Linked DNA regions of Mus musculus: region 1 is linked to region 2. A link is a contact called in public Hi-C data. All regions are on one chromosome and are shown on one strand. Each heading gives the region's core, a stretch centred on a gene start, on an enhancer-like site or on the middle of the called end of the contact. The rest is flanking DNA. Distances are from core to core; before and after follow the strand shown. Region 1 holds the start of Gprin3 (GPRIN family member 3). Region 2 has its middle 65 kb from the start of Tigd2.

Evidence for each region. A called contact is a pair of places that touch in the nucleus more often than the background predicts.
Region 1: a contact with region 2 is called in a Hi-C map of cortical neurons, with 1.9 times the contacts expected there. The contact joins the promoter of Gprin3 here to the enhancer-like site in region 2. A contact is called at or near these places in 5 of 39 promoter capture datasets (the 3T3-L1 cell line, embryonic stem cells, liver and 1 more), 5 of 484 Hi-C or Micro-C datasets (Sertoli cells, cerebral cortex and cortical neurons), 5 of 115 datasets of contacts at active chromatin or transcription factors (the 230-238 cell line, CD8 T cells, embryonic stem cells and 2 more) and 2 of 9 other capture datasets (embryonic stem cells and liver).

What each region holds. Positions count from the first base shown.
Region 1 is chr6:59,424,998-59,428,073 of GRCm38.p6, forward strand. Gprin3 (GPRIN family member 3) reads right to left here and starts at 1,309. Exons shown (of 2, transcript NM_183183.3): 1 at 1,163-1,309.
Region 2 is chr6:59,272,709-59,275,699 of GRCm38.p6, forward strand. No RefSeq gene overlaps it. Among named protein-coding and RNA genes, the nearest start is that of Tigd2, 65 kb to the left of the region's middle. Within about 2 kb of position 1,618, at least 4 of the 459 cell types and tissues checked have an H3K27ac peak or open chromatin away from gene starts, as enhancers often do. A contact at or near this core is called in cortical neurons, where this site is marked.

The sequences.
Region 1 (3,076 bases), core at 59-2,558, 150 kb after region 2:
TTATCAAGGTAAAATATGCAGAAGTGCCAACAAGAGCAAACAAAAGCCCACGCAAGAGCTGTGTAAATATTTCATGAAGCTAAGCCTTAATCACTCTCTCTCCAAATCTTTCTGGTGGTGTAAACACTTCAGTTTCTTCCAGTCCTGTCATGACCCAGATTCCATGAAAAAAATATAAATAAATAAAATGAAAACATGGACCTACGGATCTCGAACAAAACTGTTGTGAAAACGGAAGGAAGGCAGCAAACACCTTCAGAAAGGTGGTTCCCAGCTGGATGGCTAGCTAAAGCTCCTTTCTTTCCCAACCCCTCTAGGCTTTTGCCTTTCCCCCACCTACTCAGCTGCTCTCACATCATCCCAACCTTGAACTGCCTACATGCAACCAGTGACCTCGCTTAACACCCCTTCAAAAGCCCTTGAACTCTGATGTGCCTAGGCTGCCTTTCCTCCACCTCAATCTACTTTCCAGTGTCTAAGACTCCTCTTTCCACTTCCCTGTTGCTGTGTACTAGAAGAACATGTCAGGCCTTTGTCATAATGTACCCGGAGACAGGTTTACCACTTCTACTTGCTACCATGATTGAATGTGGTTCCAAAGTTCACCTCTAGACACTGAACATGCTCTACAATGACTTCCCTTTATCATCCTCAGTCGACCTTCCTCGTCTCTCCCTTCCGACCTCATGAAGAAATATACATGCAAATGTATTAATAAATACACACACATACACACATATAATCGAGCATATTGAATACGACTAAGTTTTTACCTTACAGCAAATAATCATAGGAAAATAATAAAGAAGGCAATCACACACACACACCCTTCTTCGAGTATTCGTTGTGTGCATATCTTACTGATTAGGATTTCTAGCTCAGAAGCAGCAAGCGGCTTCTCTTTTTTTTCTTTTTACCTTTGGGTCAGAGCTTAAGGGAGTAATAACCTTGCAGAGATATACATCACCTGCAGGGCGCACAGCCCCTCCTGAGGAGCAGGGTGGCAGCAGCGGCTGGGGACCATAAGCAACAGGCAAAAGATCCACGAACAAATGTGGGACCTAATTCCTCCTTCACCAGCACAGGGACATTGCCAGGCTCCGGTCTCCAAGGCTGGCCACTGGGCCAGGTGGCCGCGGGGGCGGCTCCTTTCCGGGCTTACCTGCTCCGGTGGGGTGTCCCCCGCTGGGCCGCTGTCTGCGCGGTGCTGGGCTTCTAGTCGATTCCCAGCCCTGGCTCTGCCACACTGCTGCTGGGTGACTTGAGCAGTCCCCTGCAGCCAGGAGCCAGCTCTGCGCGATCAGGAACTGAGATTACTATGCCAAGAGCTGAGGCGGCGCTGCAGCGGGGCGGAGACCAGCAGCTTCTACGCTGGGCGGTGAGCCAGCAAGGAGGTGGAGTTCACGTGCGGGCAGATCCACGCCAGCTAGGCGCGCCCCTCCGCTGTGACCAGGCCCCAGTGGCTGAGTCCCGCCTGCACCCAGACAGGCAGCAGCCTCCCTGCGAGCTCCTACCCAGCCAGCCCTCGAGGCCCACAGCTCAGGGAGCCTAGCGCCCTGGGGGAGCTTAGGGGACTGGCTGACTGTGCCTCTGGTGCAAGGGAACCAGTGACAGATGGAAAGTTAAGATGGAGATTAGGGAAAAGGGCTGGGGACCCAGAGAGACTCAGCAGGAAGTCTGGCCCTCACTCCCTCTAGCAATTCACTATTCACTCTGTCTCTGTATAGAGTAGGTGGCTCCTCACAAAGTCTTGTGCAATGATATGAAAGCAAGCAGACAACAGGCGTTTACTATGTTGTGAAATGGACAATGTATTAAGTATTTAGAGTTGTCACTGCAAAATGTTCCGGTCCCTCTCCTGCATTACTAACTCCAAGAGTGTAGATGGCTTTGGAGACAGCCCCTTTGAGCTGCTGCTGCAACACTGTGAAGTCTACTGAGCTGCTGTAGATGGTGCTAAACAACACCACAAGAACTATTATAACTGAGTATTTGTTTGCAAAAATTGCAGCTATAATTCACACAACTACTTATTAAGGGGGTGTTACTCCTTTTTTTTAGAAACTGCTTGAGAGTGGGGTAGTAAGCAGCCTGGCTGGCATTCAAACCTCTCAGAGATATCATCTTTCAGCTACAACTCAGGGCTTACCTAGGGATTCTGTTGAGATGATGTTTGTATCAGAGCCCAAGGATCAGAGTTTTTGTTTGTTTGTTTGCTTGCTTGTTTGTTTTTAACAGATTCCCACCCAGGTCGTGCTGAACAGTCTCAGTCCTTAGGCCAGGGAGTTTAAATATGTTTCTTTGGTGTTGGTTGTAGCTACTTCCTAAAGGTGGATTAAGACAGATTTTCAGAAGTTATATATTCTCTCTTTAGCAAAGAAGTGGGAAGCAGTTCTCAAGGTTCCCTTTGGTTGAAGGAAGAAAGAAATGAAAAGGTTGCCAGTAGCCCTAGGTCATCCCTGAAATAGCTTTCTCAGAGGAGCGGCTGGAGTGTAAGAGCTGTTTCCAGGTTCTTTGCCTCTTAACCAAAGAGCTCAAAGTAAGGGCTCATACTGATTTGTAAACAGAACAAGATGACTTTGTGTGGAAGGAAGTGGCAGTTTGGAGTCCTAGGGACTACAGCCCAGCAGACCACATGAGTGAGTGTACCTAAGTCTAATTAGTGTTTGAGACTCCCTATATTAGGTTCAATAGAAGAAAGATCTGGTAACAAGGGGCAGGACTTGGGTGTCTATTTGATTGATAAATAGGTTTTATGTTCAGTTCTTCTACACACTATCTTTTCTTATACTACATCTTATTTCAATCACATACACACTTAGTTACTACATAATCAACGTCTCTCCTGCCATGTAAGGTAAGACACAGTGACAGGTCGCTATGATCAAGGAGTACATATGGTTTTTATTCTGCCTTCTGGCTGCATGGAGTGAGTCCTGATGCTTCTGCTTAGCTTCTTTCCTCTGCTGGCATTTCAGACTGTTAGACAGTTCCTCCAACTTTAGCACTCACTAGAAAATCATTCAACAAATGAGTTGGCAAGGAATGCTCCCTATGCAGAGGACATATAGGGTTA
Region 2 (2,991 bases), core at 368-2,867:
AATAAAGGAAAGATAAAAGATAAACATACTGTGACAGATTTGGTCAGCTTTTTTGATTCCCCCCCCTTTTTTTTTAGCTGTTGACCCTTTGGGTTTTTTTGTTTTTGTTTTTCTTTATATTTTCTTTATTTACATTTCAAATGTTATCCCCTTTTCTAGTTTTCCCTCCAAAAATACCCCCCCCTTTGATTCCTAAACACCTAGCTTGAGGTTTTGGTTAAAATCGAGCTAGAGTGTTACTAGCCTTCTCATTATCATTTAGCCAGAGGAGAAAAAGCACTCAAGGCTTACATGCTGGCCAGACAGCCATTTTCACACCTACCTCTACATGTCTTGACAAAGACTTGAGATGTTTAGCTCTCTGTATTTTTCCTAGCTCAGCCTCCTTGTCTTATAAGGTGTACATTTCTTCAGTGGAACTCTGGATTCACTGGAAGTATTGTTCAACCTTTCTTCCTCTAGTCTCTTTTTGGTGTTCTTGGGAACTCAAACTTAACCTTCAGCTCCCTCAATGGTGGATGGTGGTGAGTCTCTAGTCTTCTAGGGAGAGAACAATTTGCCACAAAGAGAACACAACCTCAGATTTACAGAGGGACTTGAATATGCTTGAAAGGGTCCTAAATGAACTCGGGTCACACAGTGAATGTGAGAGAAAGGTAACTGTCTCAAGACAAAAACTCCTTTTTTATTTTTATTATTTATTTTTTTTGCTTAAACTTAAACTCAAATATAAAAATAAAGGGTTTAGGCTTTGTTTAAGAGTCACATCTTTTAAAATCCAAATTAAGTAGAATCCTAAAGAGAAAAAAATATTATAAATGAATTTTTTTGTTATTTTGTTTTTTGCATTTTTGTTTTTCAAGACAGGGTCTCTTTGTATAACCCTGGAAGTCACTCTGTAGAATAGGCTGGCCTCACATTTAGAGATCTGCCTACCTCTCTGTCTTTAAAACAGAGATTAAAGGCATGTGCCACTACTGCCTGGCTTATAAATGAATTTAAAAAAAAAATCCAGGATAATACATTAGAAATCAGGAAAGAGTATATGTGTGTACTGGCTAGTTTTGTGTCAACTTGACACAGGCTGGAGTTATCACAGAGAAAGGAGCTTCAGTTGAGGAAATGCCTCCATGAGATCCAGCTGTAAGGCATTTTCTCAATTAGTGATCAAGGGGGAAAGGCCCTTTGTGGGTGGAACCATCTGGGGGATGGTAGTCTTGGGTCCTATAAGAGAGCAGGCTGAGCAAGCCAGGGGAAGCAAGCCAATAAGAAACACCCCTCCATGGCCTCTGCATCAGCTCCTGCTTCCTGACCTGCTTGAGTTCCAGTCCTGACTTTCTTTGGTGATAACAGCAGTGTGGAAATGTAAGCTGAATAAACCCTTTCTTCCCCAACTTGCTTCTTGGTCATGATGTTTGTGCAGGAATAGAAACCCTGACTAAGACAATATGTAAACAGTTTTTGCTCCAATTACTGAATATAGTTCTACAAACATGGATAAAGTGATATTTCAAGCAATGAAAATATATTCAAAGATTGCCTGCAAAGGAGGGTGGCATGCACACGTCTCAGTCTCAGATATATGTGCTACATGAATAGGGATGTTCTATTCTTAAAATGTGTCATGATAATCTGAAACAAAGCTAGAGCCGGGAGTGGGTAGCACCTCTCTGTTTTTTAGCAAAGCCTTTTACCTCTAGTGAGAGGAGTTGCTGGAGCTTCCATCCTCTCTTTGTCCTGTCTGCCTTAGAGTTACTTTATCAAAGCTGACAGTAAGAACATCGTAAAAGCATGATTAGCCTAAAGTTTGAGCATTTATTCTTCCCTGTTATGTATGGTCAAAGCATTTCTTATTCCCTTTTAAAGATTAGCAGAATCCTTCTCTGGTGGGGTTCTTACACTGTGGACTTGGCAGGTACTCAGATCCAGAATAAAATTCTAATCTTTCACTCACTGGCATTGCAGCTATGAACAAACATCTGTCTCTTTGAGCCTGTTTCCTCATTAGTAAAATACCTTACTGTGTTGAGGGGAGGAAAATTGCATCAACCATATACAAAGGCTAGCATATTACTTAACACACACTAAATGATATAAATTGCATGTTGTATCTGTAATGTACGAAATGAAGAGGTCATCAACATGAACTTTGGTTGAATGACCTTGGCTTGGGGCTTGGATTCCTGCATTAAATCTCCTCTATTTTTGAACTTTGGGGAGCTCATTTTTACTCAGCAGCTCACTTAGTTCATTTAGGAACCATAGATCACGAAACCGTATTTATCAAATTGGTTTGTTGTGATGTGTAAACTATCAACATTAGAACAGTGTCCACTCTAGTGAAGGTACAATTATGTAAAATGATCATATGCATCTTAATCAAAGAACATATTTGAATATTTTTGAAATCACATATATTTATTCAAAGGCAGCTTGTGCTGATATCTTTTCTGATAAGAGCCTCTTAGAAAATACTGTGGGGCTTTAGCAAGTCTAGTCACAGGGAATTGGCTCTAAGCTCCTGACTGCCAAATTCTATTTCTGGTTAGTATGTATGCTTTTTAGAATGACATTAGAAATCGTGACAGCAGATGCTGGTGAGGATGTGGAGAAAGAGGAACACTCCTCCATTGTTGGTGGGATTGCAAGCTTGTACAACCACTTTGGAAATCAGTCTGGCGGTTCCTCAGAAAATTGGACATGGTACTACCAGACGATCCCGCAACACCTCTCCTGGGCATATATCCAGAAGATGTTCCAACTAGTAAGAAAGAAACATGCTCCACTATGTTCATAGCAGCCCTATTTATAATAGCCAGAAGCTGGAAAGAACCTAGATGCCCCTCAACAGAGGAATGGATACAGAAATGTGGTACATCTACACAATGGAGTACTACTCAGCTATTAAAAAGAATGAATTTATGAAATTCCTAGGCAAATGGGTGGACCTGGAGGGCATCATCCTGAGTGAGGTAACCCAATCACAAAAGA